Regions from separate parts of the Ovis aries genome. Here region 2 is linked to region 1. The links are chromatin contacts, called in public Hi-C maps. All regions are on one chromosome and are shown on one strand. Each heading gives the region's core, a stretch centred on a gene start, on an enhancer-like site or on the middle of the called end of the contact. The rest is flanking DNA. Distances are from core to core; before and after follow the strand shown. Region 1 holds the start of ATP6V1C1 (ATPase H+ transporting V1 subunit C1). Region 2 holds the start of KLF10 (KLF transcription factor 10).

What was found. A called contact is a pair of places that touch in the nucleus more often than the background predicts.
Region 2: a Hi-C map of hypothalamus shows a contact between it and region 1, with 6 times the contacts expected there. The contact joins the promoter of KLF10 here to the promoter of ATP6V1C1 in region 1. A contact is called at or near these places in 2 of 16 Hi-C or Micro-C datasets (hypothalamus and liver).

The regions. Positions count from the first base shown.
Region 1 is chr9:74,400,296-74,407,480 of ARS-UI_Ramb_v3.0, forward strand. It overlaps ATP6V1C1 (ATPase H+ transporting V1 subunit C1), which reads right to left and starts at 3,680. Exons shown (of 14, transcript XR_009594993.1): 1 at 3,533-3,680.
Region 2 is chr9:74,715,664-74,722,848 of ARS-UI_Ramb_v3.0, forward strand. It overlaps KLF10 (KLF transcription factor 10), which reads left to right and starts at 4,532. Exons shown (of 4, transcript XM_027973155.2): 1 at 4,532-4,695. The coding sequence starts at 4,657. It overlaps LOC121820352 (a long non-coding RNA gene), which reads right to left and starts at 4,027. Exons shown (of 3, transcript XR_009594999.1): 1 at 3,516-4,027.

The sequences.
Region 1 (7,185 bases), core at 2,430-4,929:
TGTGATCAGCACTCAACATGCTAAGCAATTCTGTACTTGATTCCTTCGAGGAAGATGGTATCACCACCCTTATTTGCAGATGAGAGGGCAGTTAATGAAGTCTTGCCCAAGGTTGCAGAGCTAGTGACTACATACATTTTACATGCAAGTTTACTAAAACACCACTCTTAACCTCTATGCCCCCAACATATAGTAGAGGGCCTGTCACTAAGAAGCACTCAGGTATATGTTCAACAGATAAAGGATGCCATCACAAAGGGTGTTTTACAACCAAATTGTACCTCTCTCCTCAAGGAGAAGTATGGAAATGTCTGAGATCATTTTAGGTTGTCCCAACATGGGGGGTCACTACCACCATTTAGCAGCTGGTGGCCAAACAAGAGGCAGTTCTGTCCAAAATGCCAACAACACCCATGGAGAAACACTAAACTATAGGCTAGCTCGTTAACAACAACAAAACACTGTCATGGTTAAGTCAATCTACCTGTTAACCACCTTTATTTACAAATAATTTCCTATTCATGGATAGTTTGCATAAAGTATCTTAAAAGATACATCAACCTCTTTCTATAAAATACCATTTTTACATTTGTCTAGCATTTTATTTTCAAATACAGAGCTAAGGTCGCATCTTCTGGTCTATAATGGAACCAAGGCACCTCTCCTCCACTGCCCTAAGGACTCCTCTTGGAACTCAATAAATATACAGCAGATTTGCTACACCTGTGGAACAGAATTTTGCTTCATTATCAAGAATAGAGTTTGAATTTTCTAGTTCCAAGGATCACTCATGTCGAAAAGAAAATTTAGATTGCCTGGTTTCACTGCTTGAGCTGTCTTTCCAAGAGCACCATGCTAATGGTTTCTACTATGTCTTTAAAATATCAGTGAAATGTGACCTGAACATGAATTAGATTGTAAATAAAAAGGTATAAAGTTGCACAGCCAAAGAGTGAAAAGGTATACTCTGGCAGACAGATTAGAACACGTACAAAAACAAAATTCAACTAAGAGGTATGTATTTCCATTGGGTCACAAAGAGTCAGACATGACTGAGGGACTGAACACACACACACACACACACACACACACATTTGGTGCAAACTGTAGTTACCCCTAAGCAGTACAGTTCAGTTCAGTCACTCCAGTCGTGTCTGACTCTCTGCAACCCCATGAATCACAGCACGCCAGGCCTCCCTGTCCATCACTCCATCCTGGAGTTCACTCAGATTCAAGTTCATCGAGTCAGTGATGCCATCCAGCCATCTCATCCTCTGTCGTCCCCTTCTCCTCCTGGCCCCAATCCCTCCCAGCATCAGTCTTTTCCAATGAGGCAACTCTTTGCATCAGGTGGCCAAAGTACTGGAGTTTCAGCTTTAGCATCATTCCTTCCAAAGAAACCCCAGGGCTGATCTCCTTCAGAATGGACTGGTTGGATCTTCTTGCAGTCCAAGGGACTCTCAAGAGTCTTCTCCAACACCACAGTTCAAAAGCATCAATTCTTCAGCACTCAGCTTTCTTCACAATCCAACTCTCACATCCATACATGACCAAGCAGACTCAAGCTCAAAAGGAAGACTGATCACTTAGGGACTGGTGGACCACAAGGAGACCCTTTGGCAAAGGTTTATTTTGGCATTCCAGCTTTGCTCTTTGGCCAATGCAATTATTTACAAAGTTGTGGAAATAATCAGAGAATCAGACTTTTGAAGCCCAAATGTTTCTTTTCAGGTAGAGAGAACTAATGTAAATAAGGCTCCGAAGACTGACAACAAATAATAAAAGCGATCATTTACTGCCCAGTTCTATACACGAACCATCTAGCTCACAGCATTCACTTTAGTCAGATCCCGAGTACTGTTTCTTTAGATTTTATCTAGTCCCTGCAAGATACACCGGGGAGAGAAAAAGATCCCGGGGTTCTGAGACATAAACCCGAGGTTCCCTCTTGAGCACAATTTGAGACGTGCTGGTTGCCAGAGAACCGTGATTGACAAGTTGAGCACCTTCTGCCCACCCTGCTGCTTATTATCTCCTCCAGCTGAACTGTACACTGAACAGCTTCACCCAAACTAACTAAAAAGCGGTTTTTAAAGCACTGACCACCGCTGCAGAATCCCTTTGAAGCTGTCCTACTCAAGTTTCACCGAAAGTGCTGAATCAAAGGTAAGAATGCACTAGGAGAAACTCACCCTTCTCTCTAGAGAGACTGTGGTTAAGTACTGGGCAGGTAATTGGCAGTCAGAAGACAGTAAAAGTTACGCTAGACTTAAAACACATCATCTGATCTGTTTCTAGATCCAAGAGTCTATCTAGATAGGTCCCAGTCTACACGATGAATGGCACTTTCATCTACTTCCTCTCAAAGACCTGTGAGAACAAAACAAACAAGAAAGGGACTTCCTGGACGGCCCCGGCGGTGAAGGATCTGACTCGCAATGCAGGTGACATGGGTTCGATCCCCGGCCAGGAAGCTCCCACATGCCTCAGGACAACTGAACCACGACTACTGAGCCAGCGCGCTAGAGTTTGTGCTTCACAAGAAAGCACACAGCTTGAGAAACCTGCACACCACAGCTAGGGAGTATCACCCCCGCGGCAACTGGAGAAAGCCGGCTCACAAGGAAGACCCAGCGCAGTAAAACACACAATAATTTAAAAAACAAAAACGTAATTCCTGTGACTGTTGTTCAATAAAAGGTATTCGGGAGTAGAGTACCAAAGGATAAGTTCGGAAGGCAGAAACAGATCTTCACAAAAGAGTCTCCCCAACCCCCAAATGATCCAACATCTCCTGTGTACTTCAGGGCTGTTTGCGGTGGGCGGGGGGGGGGGGGGGGGTTAGTTACAATGACCCTCAGTGAGGGGTGCAAACAATCTAATCTTTTCTCCCTTTGCTCTTCTGTTTCTAGGGGATTCAATTCGCCTGTGTGACTCTCTCCTCCAGTTCCTTTTCACGGTTTCTTGCCTACTCTTCCCCCATTCTAAAACAAACAAACAAACAAACAAACAACCACGGTCTGAGTTCTCTGGAATCCCTTTTTTTCCCCGTCACAGGGACCCTGCGTCCTCGGTGAGGGTCTCCTAGACCCTCTAAACTGCCATCACCTTATTCGCAAGCACGTACGCCCAGGGGAGACTGTCCCGCTCGCTGTGACCTCACACACACCACCCCGGATCCTTATCTGGGCCACTGTTACCTTTCGTCTCCCTGAGCGAGGATTCGCTGTGACCCTTACCCCAACCCAAGGAGAAACGCCTCAGACCCGCAGTGTTTATGCCTGCCTCTGCCACAGAACAGTCCCTAGGGCCCTTTCTCTTTTCCCCTCCTTCCCTTCCCCTTAAGAGACAGAACCCAGGCCCACGGCGGCGACAAACTCGCGCTAAGAAACCAGACACGGCCGCACAGCCGGCGGCTCCAACGCCACAGTCTCGGCCCCCGCGCCCGCCCCCATCCCTCCCAAGAGGCGACCGCAGCGCGAGCTTCGGCCCGGCCGGCGTTTCCGAGGCGGGGTAGCCATCGCTCACTGACCCACGGAAGTGTCAAACGAGGACGTGGCTGCAGTAACAGGCAGAGAGGCGGACAGCCTGGCAGGCGTTAACGGCTCAGCGCTCCATCCCTCCCCGACCTAAGCTCCGGCCTCACGGCTTCCTCGACCCCGGCGCCTACGGAGCAAGTCACGTGCCAGCCGGGACGGTCAGCTGACCGCGGCGCGCGCCGCCCCGCCTACGTGCGCCGCTCCGCCTATGCGCGCGCCACTGCGCAGCCGCCCCGGCCGAGCCCACGGAAGAGGGGCGGGGCTGGGAGGCTCCCCGAGAGTCTGAGCAGGGGGAGCTCTTCCGGGGTGGGTGGGGTTTCTGCTTCTGGAGGTCCGCCCGAGTCCCGTCCGCAACCTGTGAATTTCATCGCTGCCATCCTTAGGGTTACCCCACTTCTTTTCACGTTTCTGCGGCTTGGAATTTGCCTCCAGACTTCTCCACTCAGGATTTTGTTCGGACAGCCCGGTTTTCTGAGTAATACCCTTAAGAGTTCCCTTCAGCCTCTGATGCACCTTTTCTTTACAGTCCACTTCGAGTTAATCCCATACGTGTCCTTGGAGCATTTACTATGCGCTCGTCATTGTGCTCATTTTCTTAGGATTGTCTACCGGCGTGAATCACTCCTTGCAGAAGAGAGCTTGTAATCTAGTTCGGGCGTCTGTTGTGGGGCATGTGATAAACATCGGATGGTTGGAACCACAGTAGATAAAAATGAAAACCAAACAAGATTACAGGGCAGAGGCACGGACAGGAGAAATCATATCCTTTGGAAGAAAAAGATAGCAAGCCGCTCTTCTGAGCCGTGCATATTTCATTAGCTTAGGAAGGTAGGTGGTATTATTCTGGTTCAGAACATAATTTAGAAACGTTCAGTTCAGTTCAGTCGCTCAGTCGTGTCCGAATCTTTGCTACCCCATAAATTGCAGCACGCCAGGCCTCCCTGTCCATCACCAACTCCCGGAGTTCACCCAAACTCATGTCCATCGAGTCGGTGATGCTATCCAGCCATCTCATCCTCTGTGGTCCCCTTCTCTTCCTGCCCCCAATCCCTCCCAGCATTAGAGTCTTTTCCAATGAGTCGGCTCTTGCATGAGATGGCCAAAGTACTGGAGTTTCAGGGTTAGCGTCATTCCTTCCAAAGAACACCCAGGACTGATCCTTTAGAATGGACTAGTTGGGTCTCCTTGTAGTCCACGGGACTCTCAAGAGTCGTCTCCAACACCATAGTTCAAAAGCATCAATTCTTTGGCGCTCAGCTTTCTTTACAGTCCAACTCTCACATCCATACATGACCACTGGCAAAACCATAGCCTTGACTAGACGGACCTCAGTCGGCAAAGTAATGTCTCTGCTTTTCAATAGGCTATCTAGGTTGATCATAACTTTCCTTCCAGGGAGCAAGCCTGTTTTAATTTCATGGCTGCAATCACCATCTGCAGTGATTTTGGAGCCCCCTAAAATAAAGTCAGCTGCTGTTTCCACTGTTTCCCCATCTATTTGCCATGAAGTGATGGGACCAGATGCCATGATCTTAAGTTTTCTGAATGTTGAGCTTTAAGCCAACTGTTTCACTCTCCTCTTTCACTTTCATCAAGAGGCTTTTTAGTTTCTCTTCACTTCTTGCCATAAGGGTGGTGTCATCTGCATATCTGAGGTTATTGATATTTCTCCCGGAAATCTTGATTCCAGCTTGTGCTTCTTCCAGCCCAGTGTTTCTCATGATGTACTCTGCATAGAAGTTAAATAAGCAGGGTGACAATATACAGCCTTGACGTACTCCTTTTCCTATTTGGAACCAGTCTGTTGTTCCATGTCCAGTTCTAACTGTTGCTTCCTGACCTGCATATAGGTTTCTTAAGAGGCAGGCCAGGTGGTCTGGTATCCCCATCTCCTTCAGAATTTTCCACAGTTTATTGTGATCCACACAGTCAAAGGCTTTGGCATAGTCGATAAAGCAGAAATAGATGTTTTTCTGGAACTCTCTTCCTTTTCCATGATCCAGCGGATGTTGGCAGTTTTATCTCTGGTTCCTCTGCCTTTTCTAAAACCAGCTTGAACATCTGGAAGTTCACAGTTCACATATTGCTGAAGCCTGGCTTGGGGAATCTTGAGCATTACTTTAGTAGCATGTGAGATGAGTGCAATTGTGCGGTAGTTTGAACCTTCTTTGGCATTGCCTTTCTCTGGAATTGGAATGAAAACTGACCTTTTCCAGTCCTGTGGCCACTGCTGAGTTTTCCAAATTTGCTGGCATATTGAGTGCAACACTCACAGCATCATCTTTCAGGATTTGAAATAGCTCAACTGGAATTCCATCACCTCCACTAGCTTTGTTCGTAGTGATGCTTTCTAAGGCCCACTTGACTTCGAGTTCCAGGATGTCTGGCTCTAGGTGAATGATCACACCATTGTGATTATCTGGGTCATAAAGATCTTTTTTGTACAGTTCTTCTGTGTATTCTTGCCACCTCTTCTTAACATCTTCTGCTTCTGTTAGGTCCATACCATTTCTGTCCTTTATTGAGCCCATCTTTGCATGAAATGTTAGAGAACTTTTTAATTCAGTTTTTGATTTTGATTCCTATTGTGCGATTCATTTCAAATACTTTCCCTACGTAGTTTCATTGAAACATTATATCTTTTTCCCTTGAAGAAATTATGAGGAAAAAACAAATCTTCTCTATGCATAAAAAATAAAAAACTTTTTTATTTTTTAAATCAGTATTTTTATATTAGGGAAGGTGAAGAGCTAGAGATCACAGAGCTGTTTAGCACAAGGGAATAGACATATCTGGTTTTCAGTCCTGGCTCTGCTGCTGATTAGCTGTGTGACCCCAGGCCTGTGAATTTCAGCTTCTTCACCTGTAAACTGGTGGCAATAATATATATGTGATAGGGGTGTTGTAAGGCTTAAATGAAGTGTAGTGTCTGGCACATTGGAAATGCCTCGTGAAGGGTTGCTCTTATTACTATGTATTATATAGGACCCAGGTTTTCTGACCTATTTTATGCCAGATAAAATTACAGGCTGTTGTGTCCATGCAGAAATTCACCACAGAATTTCTTAGAGCCTTAGTAATACATCTGAATAAAAAGTAACAACTAACCAACCAAGCTATCTTCAACCTAATGTTTTTCACTAATTTTGGATGCTGTTCAGGCAATTCCAACAACTGGTTCTGTAACACAGCTTTGGAAACTCGTCAGAAATTCCAAGGGCTTTATCTGGCATCATAACGTGCTCCCAGAGGCCATGTTCTGGTAGATCTGTCTGTCCAATACAACTTTCTTTGGTAGTGAAAATGTTAATCTGTGCTTCCCATATTGTGTCCACTAGACTGAAGTGGCTCTTGAGCACTTGCGATGGGGCTATTGTGACTGAAGAACTGAGTTTTACAATTTATTTCACTTTCATTAATTAAAACTTAAATACCCACCAGTGAGACTAGTGACAGCTGCTTTGGGCAGTGAAAATTAGGGTCTGCATTTGAAACCTTTTGGTTTCTTTATGCTTGTGTGTGGCCCTGAGACAGAATTCTCATGCCTGTTTCTTAATTTTTAAACTCAAGTGCATCTATTTCTGACGTCTGGACACTTTGCAGTGTTTTAAGCATCATGTTATACTTGAGAGGCAGTATAAAGCAT
Region 2 (7,185 bases), core at 3,282-5,781, 320 kb after region 1:
CCACGGGTAACTTCAGTTTTACACGTCCTAAATCAAATTTGGCATTTTCTTCCTCCCCACTCAAACTTACTACCTCTCTGGAGCTCCTTTCCTGGGCAATAGTGTCTCACTTTTGCCCTGTTTCCTCCAGTGAATCAAGCCCAAAACTCAGCAGTCCTGCTCCACACCGCCCTCTTCTTCATGCCCACATCCAATCAATTACCAAATCCTCCTGGTTCTTGGTGTCTCTATTCCAGCCTTTCCATGCCTGCCACTGTCAAATTTGCTGCCTCTACTGCTACAACAGACTTCTCACTGGTGTTAGACCCCAGGCTCTCTGATCCAGCATCCAAACTGGGCCAGAATGAACTTTCTACACTATCATTGCTAAAACCTGTCAGTAGGTCCCCATTGTCCTCAATATAAAAGTTCCACATCTACATTCCTTAGCAGGGCACACAAAGGCCCTTGATGTTTGGAGCTGCTTCCCTTAACATCCTAAACACCTCGTCCTAACTCAAATTTGTGAGCGGACAATTCAGAGCATCCTGAATCCCCACCACTCTCTACTCTCCACTTCTCCTCTCCTCCAACTTAGAAGCCAACCAGAAGAGCTTTCCCTCACCCCTTCCTTCCTCACCTACCGAGGACACGGTGCACACCCTCTACTTAGCATTCATCACACTACAGTCATGGCTGGCCAGCTCACTTATTTTCTTCCTTCGCTGTATGGAAGCTGCTGTGAGCTGTGTCTTTTTTTATGATTGTTCCTCAGTGTTCAGCTAGTGCCTGGCATATGGTAGGGCAATGAATGAATGGTGACAATATCCACTGACTGTAAGAAGCAAAGAGAAGACGGCTGGTGGGGACAATGTGTTTTAATATCCATAAAACTGAACTGAGGGATCTTTACATGTCAGCCACCTGCCCCACACCTTCCTTCGCAGTTCCAGTTGAAGGAGAAACCAGCACCATTAGCAGGAGGATGACCAGCATTTAACTGAAGTACTGCTTACTACTGCTCAGGACTTTCTTTCACTCATGGCTAAGATGAGAGTTTTCCATGCCTGCTGCTGTAATGATGCAAGTTAAGGGAAAGGATTAGAAGGGTCCATACTTCTGCCTAGGCAGTTGTCCACATTCTGCCTATAACCTCAGTGAATCTTCACAGACAACCTACAATTTTATTTCCTCCATTAAAGAAGCGTGACCGCCTAAAGTGTCTGCACTGGACCACAAAGATGATTATGACATGGCCACCATCTTGAAGGAGCTTTCATTTATATATAGTCTACTTGGGGCTTCCCTGGTGGTTCAGACAGTAAAGAATCTGCCTGCAATGTGGGAGACCTGGGTTCAGTCCCTGGGTCAGGAAGATCCCCTGAAGAAGGGAATGGCTAACCCACTCCAGCATTCCTGCCTGGAGAATTCCAAGGACAGAGGAGCCTGGTGGGCTACAGTCCATGGGGTCACAAAGAGTCAGACACAAGTGAGCGACTAATACACACACTCATAGTCTATTTGTCTTTATCCTCCCATCCAAGCCTTTTGAGAGCAGCGACATCACCTGTCTTATTCATTGCTGTTTTCCCAGTGAATACAACACATAGTAGGTGCTCAACAAATGTTTGTTGAATGCAGTGGATAATTGAGCAATACAATGCTTATTGAATGAGGATGTGACCATAGGCAAGTGTATATCTGGGTGGGAGAGAAGACTGGGAGGCTGGGGAAAGTTGAGGGCAGGATGGAATGGCCTTTAACCTCCTAGGCGGTAGGAGCAAAGGATCATTTTTTAAGTACAGATAATCAGGATTGGATCATGACTTTTGAAAAGCCCACTCTAGTTTCAGTGTTTGCCATTGTTTCAGAGTTTGCCATTGGCGTGCCAGCGGGGCTGGGGTGGGGGCTGTATGAGGGGAGTGCAGGTTCTTTAAGCAAGCATTGATGACAGACTGACATAGAGTGACATTTGAGGGGTACAAGTGGAAAGTGAGGGGCGAGAGACATTTCTGAGGCAAAACTGCTCAGAACTGGGGACCAACTGAGGAAGACAGTGAAGGCTGGATGGGAGATGAGAAGCCCATATGGGAAGAAGTAAAAATAAGGGCTTTAGTTTTGGCTCCTTTCAGCCTGAGGTGCCTGGGTAACATCTTTCTCTGAATCTCTAGGAATGGTGCCGCCACCACAGTGTTCCTCCTACCCCTTTTCTTTCCGGTTTTGAGTCACTCCCACAAGCCAGAAATGCTCCCTGCTCCTCAGCGTGCAGGAGAACCATGCCAGCAGGCCCCACATTCCCGAGGAAGGGACCGAGGGACCTGGAGGGCCGGCTGCGGCCTCCCCAGGGGCAGCTCCCTGACAGGAAGGCAGGCTGGGCACAGACAGGAGCTTCCTCTGCTGCAGCAGGTGCCCAGGGCCAGCTGCTCCAATACCCCGCAGGCTCACATCAACAGGATGGGACAGCCCAGGCGGAAGGAAGCCCACAGGGAGGGACGCCGGCCGCTGCAGACAGAAGCCGGGGCAGGGGATGAAGGGGAGACAGGAAGAGCTGCCTGAGCTGCTGAGCTGGCGCCCCTCCAGCAGATTCAGGAGAGGCAGTGACAGGCGGCCATTCAGTCCTCCTTCCCTCTCTCAGTGGGCATCTCTAGCCCTGGTTGATCCTATTATTATTACTACTACTGTTGTTGGTTAGCCTGGGCCTGTTTCTAAAATATTTAATTCATTGGTTTTCTTTTTTCTTTTTTTTTTGCTTTCTGGCCATGCCTGGAGGCTTGCAGGATCTCAGTTCCCCAACCAGGGGTTGAACCCAGGCTATGGCAGTGAAAGCACCCAGTCCAAACCACTGAAACGCCAAGGGATTCCCTAGTTTATTCCTTTTCTATACTCATTTTTGTGATTATTGGGAAAGAAAAGACACTTACATCCTCAGCCTTTCAGTTACACGGAGAAGTGAGGCAGCTGGAGGGAAGGGCAGTGACTTCTGCCCCCGGTTAGCCAGTCCCAAGGAGTGGCTTTAAGTTTGTTTTAAGCCGCGCTATCACCCAAAGGGAGCCGACAAGGAGCCAAAGCAGAACCACAGGCTCGCAGTTAGGCTCGCAGTCCGGAGGCCCCAGACCGCCTCTGACCTGGTTCGGGATGGGGGTTGTGGAGGTGTGGCTGGGGCTTTCGCGGGACCGAGAGCACGGGGTTTCATGACTTCCTGAGACGGTAAAGTGTCTTGCTTACAATGGGGGAGACCTGGGTTCGATCCCTAGATTGGGAAGACCTCTGGAGAAGGACATGGCAACCCACTCCAGTACTCTTGCCTGGAAAATCCCATGGACAGAGGAGAGTGGTGGGCTACAGTCCACGGGGTCGCAAAGAGTCGGACAGGACTGAGCGACTTCATTTTTCCCAAGGCAACCCACTCCCTGGCGTGCCCTGGCTGGCGCCTCGTGACCCTAGAAGACCCCGCCCCTCCCCATCACCACCAGCAGTTTCCCGGCAGGGCGTTTCCGGAGGCCATGGCCCAGGGTAGGTGTGGGGGTAGGGCCTACCTTTGAAACAGCTTGTAGACTGCAATTTAAACTTTACACCGAGCTCAAAACTCGGTTCTGCAACTGAGAGTCGGTTCCAGAGAAAGATTAAAAAAAACTCTGGCCTATGGCTCCCCAGCACCCGCACTGGTCTAGTTTTCGGGGCTTCCTGCAGTCCCCACACCATTCTCTCCACAGCCCTGGAGGAAGGATGGGCGGGGCGGACGGGGCGGGCAACGCCGCCGGCAGGGCAGATGGAGAGGGCGAGCCAGCGCCTGCGGCCCGGGCGTGGGCGGGGGGGCGCAGGAGCAGGTGTCCGCTCGGTGACAGGATTCCCTTTCCCTCGCCTCCACTTCCCTGGTGCTACTCATGCTTCAGCGAGGCAAAAACCCAGCAACTGCTCCAGAAATGCAGCTCGGTCGGTCACCAGGCTCTCCTTTCTCGCCAGACGCGCAAGAGGACGGGGCGCTTCCAAATGCAAATCTCTTGGCTCTGGACCCTTGGCTTGCAGCCGCCGCCTCCCCCGCCTGGCCACCCGGCGTCCCGCCCACCCCGTGGCGGCGGCGGCCCGAGATGGGACCTCGCCCGCGGAGGGGAATGGGCGGAGCGGGCATCCCTCCCCACCTCCCACGTGGGCCTGGCTCTCCGCGGAGAGCCTGGGCGCGCCGCGGCGGCCGCGCCTCCGGGCTGGGCTCGGGTTCCTGGCGCCGCCCCACCCCCGGCCCAGGGAAGGGGACTGCAAGCCGGGGAGGGAGAGTGGGGGTGGGTGAGGGGTGGGGGCCGCGTCCACAGAGTCAGGTGGTGGCGGGAGTTCCCTCGGGCTGGGCCCGGGGAAACGCGCTGCCAGGGGATTGTGTACACGCTCCACTGACACAAGCTTCACGCTGCCGGGCAGCCGCTGATCACGCGTGGCCCCGCGAGCCCATTGGCCGGCGCCTCACACACCTTTGTCGCTGATTGGCCGGCCCCAGGCTCCGCCCCCACCCCCGCCCGCGGCTCGGGGCAGGCGGAGCGGCTACCTGAATGGGGAGGGGGGCAGACGGCGCGGAGCGCAGCGGCGGCGGGAGCGGCGTCGAGTGTCTCCGGGCGCCCGTCTGTGGCCAGGCAGCCAAGGACAGCCTTGCAGCCAGTCAGCTCATCGCCGGCGGCCGGGCAGCCAACCATGCTCAACTTCGGCGGCGCTTCTCTCCAGCAGGCTACGGTAAGTCACCTGGGGATGCCCCAAGCCCTTCTCTTGCCTCCCTGCGTCCGGGGAGACCCCCGAGCCCCTGACATCAGCCTCGCCTGAGGACAGAGGTTGCAGGGGAGTCGTGGAAGAGGAAGAGGGGCTTCCCGCCTGCAGACTGGGCATTGGTGACGGCGTGTGTGTAGCGGAGCGGGGGACGGGAGGGGTTTCTGGAGAAGCAGGCTGGGAGCTAGAGACGAAGTGAGAGAGGGTCTCGCTCGAGGTGTAAGGAGGGGAAGGGAACAGCTCCGCTGGGAGACTGGAAGCAGGTGAGGGGGGTGGGATGACTGGAGGGGCGGGAAGAGTGAGGAGACTGGGGTTGGGGGGCTGGCTGCCCTGTCAGCGAGACTAGGAGGCGTGGAAGTACCGGAGAGGGGGATAAGGGGGCCACCTTGCACCTGGCGCCGGGGGGAAGAGATGCCTCCGTCTGGATAAGGAACGCGCCCCAGGCTGGGAGGGGGCTGCTCTAGGGCATGTGAGGGATGGGGAGTCCACCGGAGAGGAGAGGGGGACTCCCCATCTCGGGGGGTCTTGAACGGAGGCTTGCAGGACTGGGGCTACCCAGCAGATAGCGGGGGTGCTGTGGGGAGGGGCGCCCGGCGTGGGTGCAAGGGGATGGCACGCGGGCCCGGGGAGTTTACCCCACCCCAGACGTCTGGAGGGGACTCCCTTATCTCCGGAACAGGCAGGCAGGTGGCCTCCTCCAGAGGACGCCTTGGCGGGGGGAGGGGGCCTCGGAGCCGCCTTGGCGACAGTAGATGGAAGGGATGGGAAGCGGGACCCCAGCATCGGGGTGGGGAAGGTGGGCGGGGGGAGCCGGGGCTGCGAGACGCGGGGGCAGCGCTCCGAGGCGGGAGCCGCCGGCCGTGGGGCCGCGCGCCTGGAACTGGGCCTGTTGGGGGCTGCACGTCTGGGAACTCGTGGAGATGCTGGGCTCGGCGCGGGGGTGTTGGGGGGGCCAGAGCTGCCGGAAACCGTGGGGACGCGGGGGGCGCCGCGTCTTCGGGGCGAGTCGGGGTGGTCTGAGATCCCGTGGGCGGCGTGGGCGGGAAGCGCCGAGGGCTCGGCCGGGTCCCCGGGGGCTGCGGCCGGAGGAGGGCGGGGGCCGGGTTTCCGCGGGGACCTGGCTCCTCCTCCGGCAGCTGAGGCGGAGGCCGGGGGGTGGGCCGGGAACGGATGCGCCGGGGGAGCTTCTCGTCCCCGAGTGACCCAGCCCGAGCCTCCGCCAGGGCGGGAGCGAGGCCCGGCCCCGCAGTCGGTTCCTAAGGGAACGGTGGGGAGCTGGAAGGGGCGGGCGCGCCGGGAGCCGGGCGCCCGCGGCCCCGCCTCTCCCCGCAGGCCCAGGCGCGCACGGCCGGGCGGTTGGCGGCGGCGCCCGCGGCCCCTCCCCCGGGCCGTCGCGAGGGCGGGGGCCCCGCGGGCTCAGGAAGTAGGTGAAAGGTGACGGCGCGGCAATTCCCAGTTCACGTTTCCTGCGCCGCCCGGAGCAGCCGCTGATCACGCTTTGTTCACATGCCTCGCCCCCCGCCTCCTCCTCCGCGCCCCCGCCCTCCGCCGCCCAGCCAATCCCAGCTCGGGCCGCCCGGCTGGCTGGCCAATGACGGGGGCAGGGACGCGGGGACGTGCGAGCGGGCGAGGAATGTTCCCAGTGACTCACCCGCGAGCCTCATTGAGGTTAGGGCGGCCCCATCCGTCTGTCCCCGCCAGCGAGGATCTCCCCCGCCGCCCACCCCCGCCCCTTGTCTGCTTCCCTCCCCCACCCCCCGGCCCACGCCCTCGCCTCCGCCCGCGCTTCCCTTTCCTGCCTCCCTCGCGCCCCACTCCTTTTCCTCTCCCCTCCCGGCTTCTCTTCCTGCTCTTCCCAGCGCATACTCTTTCTCTCCTGCCTAGCCTTTTCTCTTTTTTTTTCCCTTTTGCGCTGGCGTCTTGAGGCTTTTACACATACATGCGCTGTCCGTTGCAGCTTACGTAAAAGGCGCGCGATTATGCAATTGCATTGTTAGCTATATTTCAAGAGTGGTAATAGCTTCTTAAAGGTTTCTACACGAAGGGTTTTAAAACAAGAGTTGAGAACAATTCCTAGCAATGTAAAGAATATTTTTCGGTGTTTTTACACAGTCTCTACTTAAACCAAAAAATGGGGTCACGTTAATGGAAAATTGAAGAGATGGAGGGCGGTAACCTAAGCAACTTCAGTATGAAGCATTAATATCTGATGGGAGGAGTTGTTCAAATAAATACAAAGCATGTGCTGTTATTTCTATCATGGAGCAGTTCTTTAAACAGTTAAAATAAGATTCTATTTTGACTATTGCAGATTCCTTACAGAGTTATTTTTGCAAATTTTGGTCAAATAATAAATTTTCTGATTTTGTGTGTGTGTGTGTGTTATTGGATCAGCTGGTCATAGACTCCTGTTGCAGTTGGCTACTCTGGAAAGAACATAAAATGTTTTTTTTTACAAGT